2 separate regions of the Zea mays genome follow, and region 2 is linked to region 1. A link is a contact called in public Hi-C data. All regions are on one chromosome and are shown on one strand. The core of a region is the stretch at or near the end of the contact, and the rest is flanking DNA. Distances in the headings are between cores, read along the strand shown.

Region 1 (7,234 bases), core at 3,518-6,017:
AGGAGTAAATTCCCAAACCACCTCTGCCTTGTACCAAGAATAAGGAAATAAAGACGTGATGCGTTTCCTTTACCATTACTTACCCTAGGACTTTTAATCTCGGGACGAGATTCTTTTATGGGGGGAAGGATGTAACACCCCTGGTGTTACTGCTACTAAAACTTGAGCATAACATCATAAGCATTGTCATTGCATATGTTTGACACACTTAGAGTGCATTCACTAGGCAAAAATTTCAAGCAAGTTGTATTGTTTTGGTGTTTTGCAAATAGAACCCTAGAATAGGATACTTAATCCTAAATAGGGATTAAGGGGGTAAAACATGACCCAACTTGAGAAAACCCAAAAGCTTTAGGGGAATAGTCATAAAATGCTCCCAAGAATGAATTTGAATCACATTTATACCCCTGGGATACCAAAAACCCTAATTGAGACCCTGGAAAACCCTAAATCCAAACCCTAGGGGCCTATGTGCAAAAACAGTGCACATTTGGACTAAAGTGTAAAAACTACAATGTTAAAGCATATAAAGTCATTTGGTTCACAAATGTGTGGACTTGTAAGCCAAATATTGGATTTTGGACTTAATTGCAAAATGGACCTCAATTGAGTTCTATACTACGTCTGAAATTCAGTGTTGAGGGCTCAACTTTGGAGCTTTGTATCTTTCAAATTCTAGGGTTTTGCCCTAGGTCACCACATCGAAATTGTAGACCACACAAAGGAGAATAACTTTGCTTAAGAGAGTAAGCATAGTTGTTGAGAAGATATTGGAGATAATTAAGCCCAAAGTTGGACTGTCAGGCTGATGGAACTCTGAAATTCAAAATTTCAGTGTAACAGAGCTAACTTTGGACTTGGATTCAACCTTGATCCAGTGCTCAACTAAGTTTAATCCCTATAGTCGAGTTGTAGCTGGTTTATAGCACTACAATATTGCTGCAGAGATCTAGGCGAGTTGCCATTTGAATTTGGGAGGAAATGGAGCTCCAAGATGATCTGTCAGGTGCTCTGATGAGGTCTCACCATGGTACAGTGTCCCGATATGGATCAGGTCGCCAGCACGGCAACTTCACCGCCGACGACCCATTCGCGCCGCGATTAGCGCCGGGGTCGGGATGATCGGGCGGCGAGCATCTCCGCGCGAAGACCCTTTTGCTCCGGGTGAGATCGCCGCGGTGGAGAGCACTAACTTCGGCTGCCACGCGACCACCCCTCCTTCCGGCCATGTCTGGTCACCGGCGCCGCTCTCCTCTGTTCGGCCACGCCATCACGGATTTGACTGCCTTACGGCCGCGGTTGAACATGGCAAGCTCTAAGGGGAGTGTTATGCTCGGTGCCATCGTTGATCGCCAGCTAGGGCCGACAATGGTTATCACCGTGGCCGCGGCTGTGCTTCACGGCGCCTATAAATTCACCCCGTCCTCGCTCCCTTCGCTCAAATCAACCGAGCTCCAACCTTCATCTCCAAATTGCGAAGCCATAGCCACCACTCCCGTCTCCGATTAGCCCCCCTAGCCGGAGAATCGTTGTTTGCCCCCAAATCGGTCCGCCGCACCGCAAGAACCGAGCTCGTCGTGGCCAGCACCGTTCAGGTCAGTTCATGCCGCCCTCGCCCTCGTTTGAGCACTCTCATAACTCTGTGATGCTTGTCGAACCACCAATTTGGACTGAGAGCTCACCAATCGCCAGGAACATGAGCAAAGGTCCTTAGCCTTCGCTGTTCTCGTGGGCAGGGCGGAGTAGGTCACCAACCGTGCAATTAACCTAGGGAAAATGCTCGGAGTAGGTCTAATTTGGTGTCCGCCGCTCGGGAAAGCCAGCCATTGCCCCGTTAGGCCGATCTGCTAGCTCACCGGAGCTCCACCGTGCTCACCGTCGTTGTGGACCTCCCCCTGCGAAGAATTAGAATATGGAGGGTTTATGTGCAAACCGTAAGTGACACAATGAAATAGTAAAAGAACCTGTTCCCAGTTAGCCAAAACCCCGAGGGTGTTTCTGCAAAATCCCCACCGCGGGCGCGGGCGCGCGCACTTCTGCTGTGGTTGGGCCGTCCTGGACTAAATCAGGCCTAGTACTATTCACAGATTTCCCTTTTCTTTTTCTTCCAGAGCCAAATAAATTCTAAAAAATGGTAGAAAAATTCTAAAAATGTCAAACTAATTTTCCTAGATTCCTTATTTTTCATAGTATTTAATAAAAATAATTTCATGATTTTTAGATTAAATAAGGAATTTTGGAGTATTTAAAGTAGCTTAAAACATTAGTTCCGGATTTTTAGAAAATAGATAATAAGTCCAAAAATGCCCAAACTTTTTATATGAGCTCTACACATTATTTAGAAGCCTTGAGTAGAGTTTGGTTTGATTTGGACCTTATTTGATACTTAGAACCTAAAACCCCCACCCCTGCCCTTTGAACTCCTTTACTTACTCCAGAAACCCTAAGTTCTCGGAGTTCCGTGAAGGAAAGTTGTATTCAAGACTTTAGATAATAAATTCTTATTATCTTTGCACTCTCATGAGCATTACATGGCATTCATTCTTATATATACCTATATGGTTATATTTAGAAAACGAAGAAGAAGTCGAAGTAACCGAAGAGAAGACACCACCACCTTCGGAATCTCAGGCAGGAAATTGTTTCTACTTTGATATATGCGGATCCGAGCCTGACTCACCTATCAACGAAGGCAAGCCCTGGTGCATTTGCCACCTTCCTTGATGTTTTTAAAATCTTTCTCACTTGCTTGATGCATTAGGTGATAGGAGTTGATTGATAAAAACAATTCCTGCATTAACTTCCTTGAATTTGATTACCTTCCTTGATCACCCATTTTACAAAAGATTTTGATGCTTAGCTTTGCTTTAGAAAAACAAAATGTTTTGTTTTTACAAAAAGATGATGTGGCAAAAGTGGGTGGGATGTTTTCAAAAATAAAACTTGATGGTGGATCCATCACGGTCGTGATGGGTTCAACATCGGAAAAGATGTACCTCTGCCAGGTACCAAACTTTGGGTTTGAAATGATTAAGCTGAGACCGGGCGGGTGACTTGCACGAGAAAGGAGTCTCGGTGTGGTGTCTCCATCTGAGTCGATTAAGGACCGTGTCGATGTAGGCCTGCTGACCGAGGACCCTTTAACTGGTCACATGCCTCGTCATGGGTAAGCCTTGCCTCGGGCAAACTAAGGCCAGAATAAGATAACACAGAATGGGCGTGGAGCGGTGGCGAGAGTAGCGTGTACCCTCCGTAGCAAGAGGCTGGACGGTGGTGTATCTGTGCTCTCGGTTCGCGTGAACCTGATCTGGTCTTAAGAACCCCGGTGGCGGGTTGACATATGCAAGGGTTAAGTGCTACATATGTCGTGTGATTGGAGATCCTCATATGAGTATAATCGATTCGGATCGCCGTACCTTCGCGGTTATGAAGACTTGGTCACTGACTTATACGTAGCAATCCAGTAAAGATGAAAGGTTTGTTAAGAAATTGGCTAGTGCAGGTCAAGTGATTGAACTAGGGTAGAAAGAACTCTAGTTGCAGGTAATTTTACTTAACTTGACAAATAAAACTGGATTTTTAAGGATCCACTTTTAGTAATCATTTCTGCAAAACAGAGTCTTTGATTATTGAGAAGCCTTACCTTGACTCCCTTAACCAGCATACCCTTGAGAGTCTTTTCTTTAGTCGAGTAAGACTTGCTGAGTAATTCCGTACTTAGGGTTTTATTCCCCGTTGTTTTTAGGTGAGGAAGCGACAAATTTTTGTTGCTTCTGTTCTAAGGTGGTACCAAAGGAAGAACGCCAGGAATGAAGTGCGGGAGGAAAGGATCCTCCATTAGAACTTTTGTTTAAAACTTATCGGGAGGAGTTTTTGCCTCCCTTGGTATGTGTAATAATATTACTCTGCACTCTTAGGATTTATTCTGGTCTGTACATATTCAACTTGATCTTACTTTAAAATAAAGGTAAGTTTATGTAATTGCTTCCGCATTCTCATAACTCTGATGCTTGTAATGTCTGTGTGACGGGTGAAACGCTCTTGGGAAAGGTAAGAAAAGTAGATACCGAACTTGTCAAGTGATTCAAGGGCACCTACAGGGTTGTCTGAAGTCCGTTGGACAAGGACAACTGTAGGTGGGCCTAATTACTTGGGAGGTTCCGTCACATTGTAACACCCAAAATCCAAAGCATGTGATTTAAGAAAATCATTTAGAGAAAAAATAAAATAAATAATAATAAATAAAGTAACTAAATAAATAGATAAATATATATATGCATATCATGCTGAATTTTTTTATGTGATGCATTTTATTTAAATAAAGGAATCATAATTTAAAATTTGAATTCAAATTATAAATGAGAATATAAAACAGAAAATGAGTAAAAGGAAAGGAAATTTTAATAAAGTCAATTATTCCTTCCATAACTAAATAATAGGAGGAAGAATAAATAATAATATTGCAAACAATGGAAGTCGTATTCACACTAGGAGTATGTTTGATATTTGAAAATCTGAAATTCAAAACAGGAATTTAAATTTAGTTTGAATACTTGAATTTGAAAATAGAAAAAGAAAAATGGAAAAGAAAAAGGGAAACCATCTGTATTGGGCCACGCGGAGCTGGAATTCGGCCCATTCCCTTCTTCCTCTCGTGCGCACGCCGGCCCACTCTGCAACCGCGCTGCCACTGCCCCGACAGGTGGGCCATACCTGTCTGCCTCTCCGTGCATGCTTTCTCAGTCGGAGTCACAGTCGGGTGGGGCCTCTGCGCCTGGGCTGGCTATCGCCCGCGCGCTCCGCTGACTGTGGGCCCAAGGTGTCGGAGCGTTCTCCCCTACTCCGCGCGAGCGGCGTCATAGCTCAACTACCTACGCCAAACTCATCGGGGCCGTTACAGCCATCCAGACCCCTCCCATTAGCATATATCCACCAGTCGCGACCCCCTGCCTCCTCGTTTCATCGCACTTGTGCTAGAACCGAGCGCCAACGCCATTGCGGGGAAGAACTAAGAGCAGGGAGTACCCGCCAATGCCGACCTCGTCCCCAACCGGCGTTCGAGGTTCCATGGAGGGCCTAGGAGCTTCACTGCGTTACTTGGAGGGCGCTCGTGGCCGGGGAAGGAAGAATCGACCACTGGGGCGACCGGAATTCGTCACCGTGCACGAGATCCGCCGCACGTCGTGAGTGGGGTTTGTAACTTCTTGAATCACTGTGAGCAACCCTCGACGAAACCCTGTCGTTACCCGCTTCTTGTTACCGCGTTTAGATCAGAGTTTAGACATTGGAATTGGGGCTTGGGGAAACCCCAGCCATGGCGCCGCCGTCGGGTTTGGGCACCACCGGAGATAGGCGTCGGGGGTGGAAGAGAACCCATGGCCGTGGGATCAAGCCGGAACGACCAGGATTAGGTTACGGGTAGCGACTTGACTTGGGTTTTTGTGGTCCGTTGATCGCTGATCTATGGGACGCGATGTGATGTCACCTAAAATCAAAGTTGGGTCATAGATCGTGGATCCTGCAGTTCGCGTGCCTACTGGGGCTCGGATCTAATCTGGGCCACGGAATTCTAATCGTGCAGCTAGGAAATGGTTGTACCCCTTCGGTCGGTGCAGAATAACAAAAGAGCCCCTCTATAACCTGGAAAACAACCCGCAGTCTCGGCCTATGTATAGATCATCACAAACTTGCCAAGTTTTTCTCGGTTTAGTCTCCACAGACTTTTGAAATAGGAGTTGCAGTCCAGGACTATTATTTAAGTTCAAACTAAATATGAGAATCGATTTTTAAGCATAAAAATAAATAAAGGACTTGAGAAATTCATAACTCCCTCATATTAGCTCCAAATTGATCCATTCCAGTTGCATTAAATTCATATTAATATTGTTTATCATCTAGTAACTTTATTTTATTATGAAACATATGGTTAAAATTATGCACTTAATTTGTTTTATATCTAACACTTAATTCTTCATAAAATCATAACTCCTTAACCGTAACTCCGAATTTAGTGGTTCTCGAACCTACGACCTCATAACAACTCATAGAATATTCTTACGTTGTTTGTTCTCATGGTTGGTGTACTGTTATGTTTATGTACTCCTTGCCAATTTGTATGTAATGCTACAAGTAGCAGTGAGGTCACGAGAAACCCGAAGACCAATTTGGTGAAAGTATCTGGGAATCTCAAGTCTAAGGCAAGTTGTGCCCTTGATCACTTAACCTAATAATATTCCTGTTAATCACTATGACATGCTTAGGTTAATTTGATGGGACCTAATAGGTATCCCTAGTATTGTTGTCCCACACATTGCAAACAAAAGAACTATTGGGTAGATTTGCTATTGCTCTACCTGGTTTTGGGAAATTAATGTTATATTATGATCATGTTCCAATTTTGTTGTTCTTTTTATTATTGTTCATGATAAGATCATCATGTTAATTGGAACATGGAGAACCACCCGGGAAAATAGTGTTACCACAAGGTAGTATGGGACGCCCTTGGCTGACTAATTAGGAAAGCTAGTGGAGGACTACCTTACCCGAAAGGGTCAAGAGCGGTAGAGGAGCTGCGTATAGAGAGGTTCTCGGGCTGATCATGCTGCGATGGCTTTTTGGACAAGTGATTCCTATATTGCCCTTCTCAGAAACTGTAGCAGGTTTTCTGAACTAGTGGAACTTTGTAAAGGCCTCGTAGTGCTACCCTGCCTCGTCTCCTCGACAGAGATGAATGGGAAGTCGCGATCCCTTGGCAAATAGGTGTGGCGGAACCGCCCGAATTATTCCAACTTAAGTGCCTGAATCCCGCCTTAGAGGCTAGACCACACTTAAATAGGAATAAATCGTCAGTCCCTCGGATCTAGTCCGATAAAGCCACTTAACCAGGATCGAATACCACTAGCTCACACAAAGGTGAGGCACAGAGAAATACAATAAAACATAATACCACAAATTTAATAAGTATCATTAGTGATTACATTATCGGAGTTTCAGAAATAATAACCAAATTTTTTAATGCAGCGGAAATAACTAACGGAGAAAACCGAGTAACATGGCGAAGCCTGGCCACGCTACTCCTCCTGGTCCTCTCCTGCGGAAGCAGTAACCCACTCGACCGTCTATCCCGGTGGCAGGGATGGAGGCCAAGTCACACCATCAACCAAATTAAGGAGGTACCTGCAAAAATTATGCCACAAGCAAGGCTGAGTATACTAATACTCAGCTAGACTTACCC
Region 2 (6,778 bases), core at 339-2,838, 160 kb after region 1:
AAACAGTCAATAAACACTACTAACAAGTTTTGCAGCGACATGTAAAGATGACAAATCTTACCATTTTATTCACCAAGGATTATACTGGAAATACCCTCAAACCAAATAAATTAAGGAAATACCTTCCAAACTATCCTATAAACTGTCTCCTCGTTTTTCATTCCAAATATTGTTGTAGTTACTTTCTAGAGGAACATTTATTACTATTGTTTTTCCTTATATTTTCAGCGCTTATGACAGTGTCCAAGCCCATTTTTAAAGTTCATAGTTTATTCTAATTAATGGATTCAGATTAAAACACTGTTCTATCTGAATAAAAAAGGAGAGCATTGCAATAAATTAATGCCATAAGTTTCTTGATAAAACCTGACATCTTCAAAATCGTTTTTAAGAAATCATGCACACAACTCATTTTCTCTACAGGTTAGTGAAGCATTGTCTCTTTGGAAATGCGTATCAATGTAGCTAGATTTATGTGCTCTTGGAATTTTGTAAATCCAAATTAAAATCTTCAAATTTAAAATCATCATACCATACTTGATAGTGTCTGAGATGGAAATTTGGTAAAAGGGGTGCATCAGAGACTGTATTGATACCTTAAGTAAGTTTCATAAACCATCCATTACTATCGTTTATTTAGTTTTTATATCTTACATAAAAAAGCTTTTTCCCCTCAGGTCCGGTGAGGCTGACGTTTTATCATGAATTCGGGGATGTTGCACTTTTGTGTTCGCAAGAACTATGTAGTGCATACATGTTTATCTCCTCCTAGGTTTCATCCTGGATAAGGGAACACCGTGTTTTTATGTTCATCGCGACAATGCGAGGGATATATGTCGATCCGTCTGTAGCTTAGTCTCTATAATTATGCTTGTCTTATGAAACCAACTTATACATATAAGTTGATCCTTTGGTGGTAGCATCAGGAACCTGGATCAATACGTTCTATCCTGCTTTTGGATGTGTACCATATGGATGCACAGATTAATGAAGGATTGCTATGTAAAACAAGCGCTACACTTCTATTTTAGTGTGCATGTATATATGTGCCCCGAGTTATGCTTTTATTGCACTTCATTTTGTTTGTGCTCTAATTGCTATAGCAAATGAAGGTTTTTTTTTCTATAGTTCCAATTTGATATGCATTACTATGTTCAGTCTCTATGTGTTTGGTCTGCTCATTGCTTTGTTGCTCTACCTGTCTCGCACTAATTAGTTTTGTGGATTGTGCTAAATAATTTATCTAATCCTCTGCTAAATTTGAATATGATATGTACAATTGCTCGCTCCTGTTTTACCCTTTGTTGGATAGGGCGTCCGAAGGGGCGCCGCCTGATCTAGTGGCTCTCAATGGGGGGGGGGGGGGGGGGGGGGGTTCAATGGAGTTTCATGAAAACAGGGACGTGAAACCCCCAATTTTGTCAAGGCCATTATTCCAGCCCAACCCCATCGTCTTCTATAGTTACATCTACACTACACCTAGGGCCCAGGAAAAAAGCCCACACCCACAGCATAGGGCACAGGTCCACAGCGGTCCAAGCGAGTGCTAGGCTGTTAGCAAATATCAAACTCCACTGCTACCACTAATACACATCGCCCCCGCACATATCGATCTCGTCGTCGTCTCCCCCGGTGGCATGCTCCGCTCCCGCTAGATCCGATCTATTATCTATGGATCCCCGCCGTCTCCCCATCCTTCTCTCCCTCCTGCTTGCCTTCTTCTCCGCCGTTGTCGCCTCTGACGAGATCCACGGATGCGGCGGCGTCGTCGAGGTCGACGTTCCTCATGTTGCTCTATCTCCGTGTACAGTGTGTTTCGCTTTGGTTAGGTGTGACTTGTTACACTGATGCGACTTGGGGTTTTGGGTGGTTTCAGGCGAGCTCTGGCTTGGCCAAGTCGAGGAAGGCATCGGATTCCAAGCTCGATTACTCCGACATCACGGTATGCCGTCCGCTCCCGCCATCGTCAGTTTTTATATCTTAGGACCGTCTCATCCCATCACGTAGACAAGCTTCGTAGTTGCACTCAGCTGTCCTTTCCTATCGAGCTTTGACTGGTATTTTTATGCATGATTCGTTTAGTCTAAACATACATTTGCTTGATGCCGTTCACTTGAATTGGACCTCATGGAGAGCTGAACACGTTCTGGTTGCATGATGCTGAGTTACCGCCGCTGCTCTAACAACTATCCTAGTTTCGGATTGCCTGTTGTCCCATGGTATTCAGATCACTGCCCTATGGGTTTGCATGGTTGGGTTTAGCGACTCTACACTCTATTCAGACCATTTAGAATTACCATTAGGGCACAAGAGGTTGCCCTGCCGGTGTTTTGAGCACATACTGATTTCTTGTTTCTGGTAGCTTTGGTGATTGCTGGACCTTAATTATGCTGGGGGGAGCGATGGGGGATGATTCAAATAATATTGTCCATTAGATTTGAGTAAGGGAGAGAGTTTATCCAGCGATCTGAAACGTTGGTTTTCATGTTTTGTTAAGTCTGGGTGCAATTTGTTTAGTGGAGGTTGTGGGTGTGGGGGATGATTTGGTTGGGTGGGTTCTACTAAGTTTAAACTGATGGATATTTTCATCTCTCATATAGTGACATATGCAAACTGTAGCATGTAGAGATTAATATCATTTTTAATACATGGCTATTATTCTAGTATTGCTCTATTTGTGTCTGTGTATGTTCCGTTAATCATGCTTGTGCTTTGGTTTTGATGCATATGTTTTTATATTTATTTATGATTTGCACTAAGCCTCCAACTGATTCCCTCTTAACTTTGTGTATCAGGTTGAGCTCTGCACTGTTGATGGTTTGGTTAAAGAAAGCACACAGTGTGCTCCTAATGGATACTATTTTATCCCCGTCTATGATAAGGTATCTTTGTGTTTTTTGTTTACTTTAGTTCTGGATTATCTTTTATGTGTTCTCATTTTATTTACACATACAATTTTATTGCAAGTAGGAGCAAAGGTTAAAGGGCACTACTCCCTCCTGTCACAAAACATGTTATGTTTTGGCTACTGTCAGCATGATGCCCTGTTTAAGTTTTTGTCATCAATATCCTTTTTGATATTTCAATTGAACTTCTAGAAATTGTATAGCCTGATCTTCCTTCAAAAAACAGTTCCATACTATTACATCATTGATATATTTTATACATATTTAGACAATTAGACTACTAGTTATTGTGATCAAGGTATGTAGGCTCCTAATGAATATTACAAAGAAATTTATTTTTTGACTGTATGACATCCAAAGCAGCACCTATTTTTTTTTGTACTGGAGGAAGTTGCTAAGATCATAATTTTGATATTCTCTTCCATTGTTTCTAAAATAAAATTTATGTCTACTATTTATGCTTGTCGCTTCTGTCAACACAGGGTTCGTTCATGGTCAGAGTGAAGGGGCCCAAGGGATGGTCATGGAAGCCCGAAACTGTAAAATAATTCCTTAACTGAATCTTTCCTTTGTTTCCCTCCTTACTTTGTCTTTACTAAGCACTAAGTGCATTTGTTCTTTTACTGGATGACATGTTCACCTAACACTTCAGGTTCCTGTCATCATTGATCACAATGGGTGCAATGGAAATGCGGATATAAATTTCCAGTTCACTGGGTTTGTTTCTTTAGCCATTTAGTTTAATTTTTTTGTGTGAACATGAATCACATTGAAACTTCAAATGTTAATGTATGCATGCACCGTGCAGGTTTATGATATCCGGTAAAGTAGTGGGAGCTGTTGGTGGTAAGAGCTGCTCAAAACGGGGAGGACCTGCTGGTGTGAAAATTGAACTGATGACAGATTCTGATGAGTTGATTGCATCTGCTTTGACGTCATCATCAGGAGAATATTCATTTACAAACATAATTCCAGGTTTTTATTTAGTGCCCTTACTATACATGTAAAATTGGTATGAATATTGTTCATTTCCTGTATATGTCACATGCAGTTGTTTGGTAGTTCATTTGTAGGGGGAAGGCTTGCTTCGATTTATCCCTTCTCTAGACCCCACTCATTTGGGAGCCTCTGACACTGGGTTTACCCTTTTTTGTTTACAAATTCTACCATAAATACTTAGAATGAGTCATTTACTTATTTTGCAATAACATTTTTGTTACTTCGAAAGTGTGAAATTTGGAACCTGCTTTGATTTGAATTCGATTGAATTCTTACTTCTCCACTGGAAAGTAGGGATATAATCCTTTCATGACCTGCTCACTATCTTTCAAATGCCCAAAATATGTCCCCTATGCTCAGCAACTCATACAATCATGGACCATCTAACTTGTTTGTGGTCCTGTTCCCCCCTCCAAGTCCAGCACCTTGGAACACCACATCCCATCAGCCTCTTTATCACCAGACCATTGGTTTAGTAATATGAGAATGCTGAGTGGGTATAATTTATTTTGTGATTATTTCTTGATTTCATTTCATGTTATGTAGTTATGTACCTCTGCATTATTAGCGGCCTTAGAGCATCTCCAAGAGACACTCCATTTTCGACTCTCTATATGACACTCTATTTATCTCTTCATAAAGATTACATTCTATATGTAGCATCTCACTCCAACAGACTCTCTATTTAGTTTGGCTAGTCAGCGGCTAGCCAAATTTGGCTAGAGAGGGAGCCAATTTGAAGAGCCAGATAGCTTGGCAAGTTGGATGACTAGTCTGTTGGAGAGTTATTTTGCTATTGAGTAGCCAAAATTTGGCTTGCTGAGCTATTTGACTAATCTCTTGGAGATGCTCTTAGACTAATATTGTAAAAACACTGTTTCCCCCACAAAATCATTGTGTTTTCTTCTTATTTTCTCATGCTCTTTTTCCAGGGCGTTACATATTACGTGCTTCTCATCCTGATTATGAAATTGAGTTGAGAGGCTCACCAGAGGTTAAGATTATGCATTCTTTCCATTGGATGGGATGTTACACTGATCTTATTGTGTTAAACTGTTAACTAATACATTTTATTATGTACAGATTGACCTGCGATTTGGAAATGCCGTGGCAGATGATGTCTTCTTTGTATCTGGTTATGACATTTATGGCACTGTGGTTGCACAGGTTGGAAGCTGAATGGTTCTTTTATTGATAATCACTAACGCTACAACCATATGATTGCATGTCTGTGTTTAAAGTTTGATCTGCATTGTTTAGCAAATCCAAATTTTTATGTTGAACATATTCTATGTATTTTCTTTGCCAGGGAAATCCAATAGTGGGAGTCCACCTATATTTGTATTCAAATGATGTAACGAAGGTCCCTTGCCCACAAGGTTTCAGTGATGCACCCAAGGAAGGTGCACTTTGCCATGCAATATCTGGTGCTGATGGGAAGTTCACATTTAGATCACTACCTTGTGGTAAGTTGATAATTTATTGAACTAATAAAATGTCACCTCAGTGCAATGGAATTGTTATGTCAAATTTCTTCTTCATGAAAGTTGTTCAGGATTTCGTGATGACAATTGAGTAATTAACACATGTACATTGGATGTCTTAAAGTGCATCAATACATGAAGTATCATTTCGATCTATAACTTGTTCATCTAAATACCTCTGTTCATCTAGCTGTATCTGGTGCTGATGAGCAGAGGTATTTTAAATACCAAATGCAGGACAAGCTATTTTAAACAAACTAATTACCAACCAAATATTTTCTATACCACAAAACCGATTCGTTGTATTCATGCAGCACCAGTGTTAAACATTTTAATTGTTTGGTCCTGTTCATTGGGAATCCTGTTCTGCTCTTTCTGAGTCTCTAACTCCCTATGTGACATTATTTGTTTACTGTTTTCTGTTATATGCAGGTAGCTATGAGTTGTTGCCATACTACAAGGGAGAGAACACCGTATTTGATATTTCACCATCTTCACTTTCTGTTTCTGTTGAGCATAGTCATTTGACGATTCCCCAAAAATTCCAGGTACTGCCTGAAATTGATTCACATCTTATAGTTTCAGGTATAGAAGTTTCAGTGAAAGAAGTTTGCCTCAGGATGATGAAAAAATAAATATCTATTAGGCCCTTGAGGAAAATATTATTTGGATTTAAGCACCTGTTGGATAAACATTTATGCATTCAGAATAAGAGGTAGTAGAAATGACAAATGGATATACAAATAGAAAAGTATACATGATTCTATGAGTTAAAGCTATTGCAAGGTTGGCTGGGCATAAGTTTCTGTATTATATGACAGTTCTAGGCTCTTTTTTTATTTAACCGATTGATATTCGTTCATGTGCTCTATTTTTGTTTATGATCCTCATGGATTGTTCATATGGTTACTAACGTTTTAAGAATTTCTTGTATAAATTTAACTAGGTCACTGGATTTTCTGTTGGAGGGCGTGTTATCGATGGTTATGGTGCTGGTGTGGAGAGTGCCAATGTTATAGTTGATGGGCAGTTGAGAGCCATAACAGATAGTCTTGGATACTATAGACTCGATCAGGTATTAGGCTGTTTTTATTTGACATATAAAAACTATCATATATGTTGATCGTTGATAGGGATGTAAACGGACGTAATCGGTTGGGACAAATCCTCTCTCGTTTTCATTTTTACATTTTAATTTGAAAATGGGATCAGAATCTTCGGAAACAGGATCGGACACGGGATATGTGGGATGACGAAAACGAACTAATCCGAACGGAAACACATCGGTAACGGTCGAAAATTGGAAAGATAAAACGAAACACCGTCCATATCATAACATAATCTCATCAATGAATAACAACTGTATGATGATAATATATTAATATGAGT

What was found. Hi-C and Micro-C count contacts between places; a contact is called where the count stands out from the background.
Region 2: a Hi-C map of ear shows a contact between it and region 1, with 4 times the contacts expected there. The contact joins the promoter of LOC100384763 here to the enhancer-like site in region 1. A contact is called at or near these places in 2 of 25 Hi-C or Micro-C datasets (ear and endosperm).

The regions. Positions count from the first base shown.
Region 1 is chr8:38,066,619-38,073,852 of Zm-B73-REFERENCE-NAM-5.0, forward strand. No RefSeq gene overlaps it. Among protein-coding and RNA genes, the nearest start is that of LOC100384763, 160 kb to the right of the region's middle. Within about 2 kb of position 4,768, at least 17 of the 20 cell types and tissues checked have an H3K27ac peak or open chromatin away from gene starts, as enhancers often do. A contact at or near this core is called in ear and endosperm, where this site is marked.
Region 2 is chr8:38,228,783-38,235,560 of Zm-B73-REFERENCE-NAM-5.0, forward strand. It overlaps LOC100384763, which reads left to right and starts at 1,589. Exons shown (of 27, transcript NM_001362469.1): 1 at 1,589-1,773; 2 at 1,877-1,942; 3 at 2,796-2,882; 4 at 3,389-3,445; 5 at 3,559-3,623; 6 at 3,715-3,881; 7 at 4,838-4,899; 8 at 4,989-5,072; 9 at 5,215-5,371; 10 at 5,822-5,937; 11 at 6,336-6,464. The coding sequence starts at 1,672.